2 separate regions of the Mus musculus genome follow, and region 2 is linked to region 1. Evidence: chromatin contacts called from public Hi-C data. All regions are on one chromosome and are shown on one strand. The core of a region is the stretch at or near the end of the contact, and the rest is flanking DNA. Distances in the headings are between cores, read along the strand shown.

The links. A called contact is a pair of places that touch in the nucleus more often than the background predicts.
Region 2: a contact with region 1 is called in a Hi-C map of Th17 cells, with 2.3 times the contacts expected there. The contact joins the enhancer-like site here to the promoter of Gatad1 in region 1. A contact is called at or near these places in 11 of 39 promoter capture datasets (the 3T3-L1 cell line, 3T3-L1-derived adipocytes, the C10 cell line and 6 more), 1 of 15 datasets of contacts at CTCF or cohesin (CD8 T cells), 27 of 484 Hi-C or Micro-C datasets (CD8 T cells, ECoMG myeloid progenitors, the G1E-ER4 cell line and 20 more), 7 of 115 datasets of contacts at active chromatin or transcription factors (the SCID.adh cell line, T-cell acute lymphoblastic leukemia, bone marrow-derived dendritic cells and 3 more) and 3 of 9 other capture datasets (adipose tissue, liver and pancreatic islet).

The regions. Positions count from the first base shown.
Region 1 is chr5:3,646,154-3,649,622 of GRCm38.p6, forward strand. Gatad1 (GATA zinc finger domain containing 1) reads right to left here and starts at 1,783. Exons shown (of 5, transcript NM_026033.2): 1 at 1,227-1,783; 2 at 631-756. The coding sequence starts at 1,466.
Region 2 is chr5:3,693,415-3,696,883 of GRCm38.p6, forward strand. Ankib1 (ankyrin repeat and IBR domain containing 1) reads right to left here. Exons shown (of 20, transcript NM_001289527.1): 18 at 1,365-1,479; 19 at 358-491; 20 at 1-82. Among named protein-coding and RNA genes, the nearest start is that of Tmbim7, 38 kb to the left of the region's middle. Within about 2 kb of position 1,852, at least 10 of the 459 cell types and tissues checked have an H3K27ac peak or open chromatin away from gene starts, as enhancers often do. A contact at or near this core is called in Th17 cells and pre-pro-B cells, where this site is marked.

The DNA of each region.
Region 1 (3,469 bases), core at 533-3,032:
GGTCTATCATAACAAACAAGGTACTGATGAATTATGTTATTTGCCTCGTTCTTTAAAAGACATAAAAAAGTTTTGTTCTTTTTTTTTTTTTTTTTCCTTTCCTTCTGTTTTTCAAGACAGGGTTTCTCTGTGTAGCCATGGCTGTTCTAAAACTCATTTTGTAGATCAGGCTGGCTTCAAACTCAAGAGATCTGCCTGTACCTGCCTTCTGAGTACAGGAATTAAAGGTTAACACCATCACTGCCCAGCAACAAATTTTTCTTAATTAACTATGTATCAAGAGTCATAACTTCATTAAATTGTCAATGAACAAATTTAACCAATTTATAAAAAAAAAACCATAATTTCTCTTTGCATACAGATACACTGTGCTAAATTATAGAACATTCCTCTAGATTCATATTTTATATCTTTCAGATGAGAAAAATAAAAGCTGAAGAAAAAAAAACTGAGAAACTGCTTTTCTAATGTCAAAAACTGCCAATTTCTTCCAGGAGAGCTGTCTTTTGGGAAACCTTGCCTTCCCTCCAGAATACGGCCTAAGTGCACCTGAGAGGTACACCAGCCGTGGGAAGGCCCACCACACCCACAGTGTCCCATTAGGAAGCACAATGTCCACAACCATCTTACATTTTTTAACTTAAAAATATGTCTTCTCCCTTTTCCTTTCGTGGAAACTTTCTTTTCAGCAGCTGGAGCCGATTTGTATTTGGTATTTCTGAGCCGGGCCGACCTTCTGTGAATTTCTTGCTTACTCTGTTACACAATTTAGAGAAAAGGAAATTAAAACTGCAGAAGAAAAGCCAATACAATAACCTCACAAAGATCAGAGGATAATACACTTTGTTAAAAGAAATTAAAAACAAAAAACTTAAAAGACCGAGGGCTGAGATGTTAAACTCTGTAGGGCCTCCCAAGAGATGGCGCTGCTTTCAAGCGGGAAGAGGACAGAAGTGGGGGGAGGACAAGGCAGGAACTATTTATTATTCGTTTGCTGAACTGATCTATTTTACGCCCCCCCCCAAGTTTCCTGCATATCTCAGAACAGAATTCTAATGCTGACATTTTTAGCGACCTACTAATTTATTAACGTGACAAGGACTTGATGGGCAAGAGGTCCTCGACCTACAAGCAAATGGCCTCGTCCGGCTGCCCCGGTGCGTCCCGCACCGCCCGGTCTACGGCAGGAAGCCCTTCTCCCGAGGAGGGAGAGGCCGAGGGCTCACCTGCTTGCCGCCGCCGCCCCCGTTGCTCTGCGAAGGACCGGCCGAGGTGGTGGCGAAGGTGGTGGTGCCGAAGCCACCGCCGCCGCCGCCACCGCCCCCGGTCCCGCCCGCCACTCCCGCGCCGCCGCCGCCCCGGCCCGTGCAGTGATGGCAGAGGATCTCGCCCTGTGGACTCTTCTTCCACATGGAGGACGACGTAGTCTTGCACATGCTGCAGGTGGGCTTCAGGCCCAGCGGCATGCTGGCCGGCTCGGGCGGCCCCCGCGGGCGCAGCGACACGGGAATGGCGGCCGTCTGCACGGGCCGCCCAGGGGTCGGCCGGCCACCTCGGCGACTGGAAGAGCAAGGTCGGAGGTGCTGGGCCGCCCGCGCCGGGACCCAGCGGCCACCGCTGACCCCTGGAGGCGGGAAGCGGGCTCCCGCAGCCCGGGACCCAGCCCTGGAGCTGGGCCGCCCGCGGGGCACGCAGGCCCGATACTCGGCGCGGCCTCCCGGGAAAGCCAGCTCCGCCCTAGGGGACGCTATCCGGGGCGGCCGCCGCCGCCGCCGGGGTCCCCAGGGCGACCACGACCCTGCCTCCGCCCACCGGGGCTTCCGGCGATGGGCGGAGCTCCCGGGGCGGGGCGGGGCGGGGCCGAGTGAACCAGTGTGCCTGACCTAGGCTTTGGGGCTCCGGAAACCCCGCCTACTGGCCGGAAGTGGCCCTGCCAGACTTACCATTGCCTGTCACTCTTCTGAGTTTACAACTGGCTGGGGGGGGGGGGGGCTGGGGGGGGGGAATGGATGTAAAATTTCCCGTTAAAAGTGAATTTCAAATGACTAGTGAGAGTGGCCCATGTAATAGTAGTTATATGATACTCATACTTATCCTGTGTTTTCATTTGATAAATGTAGCCTTATTGATCAAGACCCTTTTAAAAGTCTTAATTAATTAATTTGACTTTGGAGGCTAGGGAGGTGACCTGATGGTAAAGTTCTTCTGGCACAAGCTTATGGCCTGAGTTTGACCCCCAGTACTCACGTAAAAAGCTAGGTGTGTTAGGGCTGGAAAGACAGCTAAGACTAGATCCAGTATTAGCACCTACACTGTGAAACTTAATTTAACATTCTTGCTTGGCATACTACTTAACATTAGAATAAAGTGCTCTCGAGCCCCCTCCCCCCCAAAAAAAGAATTGAGGGTCTAAGAAATTCATATAATAAGAACATTCAGACAGAAAACAGCAGAAACACCAGTGTGGACTGGATGAGATTAATTTATTAGTCAATGATTTATTTTACCTGGGTCAATGTAACAGTGCTGTGCACTGAATACTGAACGTGAGGGGTTTATGAGTTAGTTGGGTTAGAAATGAGCAATGTGCAGAAGAATTCCTATCAATTATTTCTCATGAGTTATACTATAATTAAAACGTTACAGTTTTGTATTACACAGTTGGGTTCAGAGCTGGGATATTTGTATCTTATATGGCTTCACATCACTTATTTGCATAAAGAACAAGCAATACATTATACCTTCCTAACGTTTAAAATAAAGTATATTAGCATAAAGGCTCCCAAAGAAGATTCCTGGAGACTGCATTGAACACTGCTTTAACTAGGGGTGATTGCTGGAAGAATTTATCGTTTTCTGTGAACTTTGGTTCGAGGAACTGGACACATTTCAACCTGGATTTAAATCACTGCAAAACTAGTAGTTCTCTGGGAGGACCATTAGCAAAGCAGATACAATACACTTTCACCTGGAAAGGAGATGTGTATTATTTGAGAGAATTAAGCCTGAACATTGGCTATGTTCGTTGAAGTCTAAAGCTCCCAGGGAAACTAGCCCAAGGAATGAAGGAATTCCTAAGTACTGGTTACAGGTAAATAAATATTTCTTTAATTGAACAACTGTATGCTCAGTGGAGTTTTATCTATATGTGGCATGTGTATACATGATCATATGTGCCTGTATATGTGTCTAAGGACACATGCGCGTGTGTGTGCAGATAAGCACATGTGTGGAGGCTAGAGGTTGGACATTAGGGGTCTCCCTCAATCACTTTCTACCTTTTTTTTTTTTAAACAGTTTTTTTCCTGAACTTGCAGCTTACCAATTAACCTAGACTGGTTTAACCAGCAAGCCCCAGAAACCCCCCGTCCAAGTTCCCCAGGTCCTAACGTCCATGTGTGACCTTTTACATAGATGCTGGGAACTCAGACCCCCAAGCACATTACAGACTCAACTATCTCCCTGGCCA
Region 2 (3,469 bases), core at 602-3,101, 47 kb after region 1:
CCATGTCCAGCCCAGACTCTTGCAGTGACAACTGGATGGCCAGGAGTATGTTGGGATCATCTTCATCCAAGGAACTCAGAGCCTGAGGTGACAGAGAATCAAACCACTTTAAAATGGGACTAAAGAAAAATTATTTAATCCAATCACATTTACCCATCTCTGTAAGTTATTTTACATATTTAAATCTTACAATTTTCTCCTTGCCTTATAAATCTTAAGTACAAGAACCCCTCTGTACCCTATTGACCACTGAAACAAAACTTCTACCACAGAAAGGAGAAAAAGGAAACCAGCGAAAGAAACAACTAGACAGAGAAGCGGAGGCATGGCATGGTGCCCAGCCGCCAGCGAGACTACCTGAAGAGAGTCCTGGTTTGCAGAGCGACTGGCAGGGCTGTAGTCTCGCAGGGAAGAGCTGTGCAGCACACTCATCGATGCAGAGCTGACCACAGATGCACCAGGCCTGCGGCCGCTGCTCCCCTCTGGGAGATCTGTTTGAAAACAATTGGCACCACAGGCAATTGAGTTGTTGTCGCCACACATCTATAGACTGGTAGGCTTTCTCAGCTCCCAGGAAAGCTCATCTTCATACCCACACCCACTGCATCTCCTGCATTTGCCCGCAGGGTTGTGTGATGGGGAGCAGTAACAGATATCCAGTGTGATCATCTCAGAATCGCATCTATGCAGCTTTCAGTAATTCAGGATCTACTGCCCACACCCTTTTCCCAAGTCACAATGAATTTCAGTGTTTGTGTCTTCAGATTTCATAAATTTAAAGAGTTCTGGAACTATAATAGCCTCAAGAACCAATCTACAGGCCAACTGATCCTGATATTACAGTCTAGGCATGTTTAATGAAAAATTTAACACTTAAAAGTCAAATAATTAAAATAGTTCTGTTTTTAAGACGGGTTCTGGGAAAGCTAAGGCCCCCGATCACCTGGGGCACAAGAATCTTTTACTTATTGCATTCTAATCTGGTAGGATGCCCCTTACCTTGTTTTTAAATGCAGAGAAAATGTTCCAAGCATGTCATAATGGTATTAAGAGCTTCCACTTTCTGAGCATTCACAGTGCTTTATATCATTACCTACTTTGATACTGACCTTAAAATAAGCTAACTGAAGATAAAGACGGTTTGTGCCTTGACTTAAGTTACACAGCAGAGATGGGTGCAATACCCAGGACATTCTGGCTTTAGTCATTAACTTCCTGGTTTTCTTTATCCTTAGACAATAGAGGCATCTCTACATCGATGCTGAACCCAAACTACAAACTCACAAACACTGACAACTACTAGTTTTAAAAATAAACTCAAGAGATGAAGAGACAAAATGACATCCACTGTCCCAGGAGCTCACCGAAAGTGCTTTCGCTTGGTTCATCCAGGTCTGTAGGGTTACTGAGCAGGCTATGCACATCTCCTCGACGGCGCTGCTGTCTGTGTCTCCTCCGATACTGAAATTCAGCATATTCCTGCATAAACCAAAGGTTATAAAATACAGGAGAGCATGCAAATTGTAAAAATGCAACTAAAACTAAAACACACTTTCTTTAGGAGAAAAAAAAGTGTGATTTTATATGCATAGTATAAAAAGCACTTGCTTTAGAAAAGGAAACTTCAAATTTAGCCAAGCAAAGAAAATAAGGAAGAAAGCAAAATCAAAATTTCTAGTGGTCACAGGTGCTTCTACTAGGGCTAACTGTAAGCTCCAGAGCTAGACATAACTGCTATTTCCATGGTCTTGTCTTGTTATGTAAAACTACATTGATACCACAACCATCCTCCTACAGGTGTTAGGCTCTCTGGGGGGGGGGAGGTAGTTTTTAAAGAAGTATGGTTGGGGAGGAACAGGAAGGGGGAACAGAAGCAGAAACAATGGCAGAAAACCCAGATGACATCCACACTGATATGGACCTGCCAGAAAACTGAGCTGCCTTTGTGACGATGACGACCAACTCAACAGTCACTTGCTGGAAAAGAAGCATGCTGCACACTGGCTTTCCAATGCACTGCCGAGCTTCCCCTTCTCAGTCAATGGCCGGCTGTACTGCAGCTCAGGGAGTATTTACAACTTAGCATTTGGAAGGAGACAGACTAAAACAGGTGTGTGTATGTTTGATTTACATTTGTGGTGATAGTTTACAGTATGTTTGTTACTACCAAAGGTTATAATTTGAGAGAAACTGCTACAGATTTCAGTAACAGGAAGTGAGAGTCAAAGAGAAGCCAGGATGTATGGCAGCAGGTTTTTGAGAATCATTGTTGAAACTCCCAGGGCTAAACATGAAGCCTTGGGCTTATGATGATCCCAGTTATTTATGGTGAAAGCACTAGAACTAAGAGAAGTCAGGTTATTATTATACAACTTCCACACTTTATTAATCTGGCCAAATCAATCTATCTATCTTTATCAATCTAATCTTGCCTGTTTGTCTGTCCATCTGTCCGTCCGTCCGGCCACCCACCCATCCATCTATTCATCCTAACTTAACCTATCTGTGTGGCTGGAAATTGAACCCAGCCTAACCCTAACCCACCCTAACCCTGGCCCTGGTCCTGGCCCTGCCCTTGCCCCTGCCCCTAACCCTGGCCCTGGTCCTGGCCCTGGGCAGACACACTCTGCCATTGAGCTCCAGCTCCAGCCCATTCCTAAATGTCTTTAGACTTCAGCATCCATCTATGTTTAGATACAAGTCAGTGAGCGAAGTGCCCTGCTGGGTCACACAGGTTCCTTAACATCTCCCCTGAGCTGTGGCATCATTTCCTCTTTCCTGGAGATGGAGGCTTGAGAATGCTTGTGTTATCACGGCTCACAGGATTAGTGCACACACCACATTTCTTAGACAGAGACAAAAGGGGAATCTACCTCACTGCAAGGCTCCTTTGTAAGGAGCACATGCTTAACTTCTACAAGACCCGAGCAGTGCAGTAATTCTGAGAACATAAGTTTCTATTCATTAACAGAATGCCAGGGCCAGGGCCAGGGCCAGGGCCAGGGCCAGGGGCAGTGGCAAAGTTCAGGGCCAGGGGCAGGATTAGGGTGGGTTAGGGTTAGGCTGGGTTCAATTTCCAGCCACACAGATAGGTTAAGTTAGGATGGATGGATGGATGGGTAGATGGACGGTCAGATGGATGGACAGACAGATGGACAGCATTTGCAATTTGAGAAAGGAAACTTGCTCTATTTCTAACTATTCCCACAGAAAACCCTGAGTGGCATTCTGACAGGGTGCAACACGCTAACAATGTATTTTATCAAAAAATTGTCTGAAAATTGCCAAGGACCCCTCAGATTTTCAAGTGAGCACGTGAAGGGACAGGATGCTTCAGATGGTGTGAGAACAATAAGGTCAAGAGAAGATGAAAAGGACAAGAGAAATCCTTTGAGGTCACAGGGAATGCTAGGAGGTGCTTTGCTTCAAGATTATGCTCTTTGCATTAGGCTCAGCCCTTTTAGAGCAA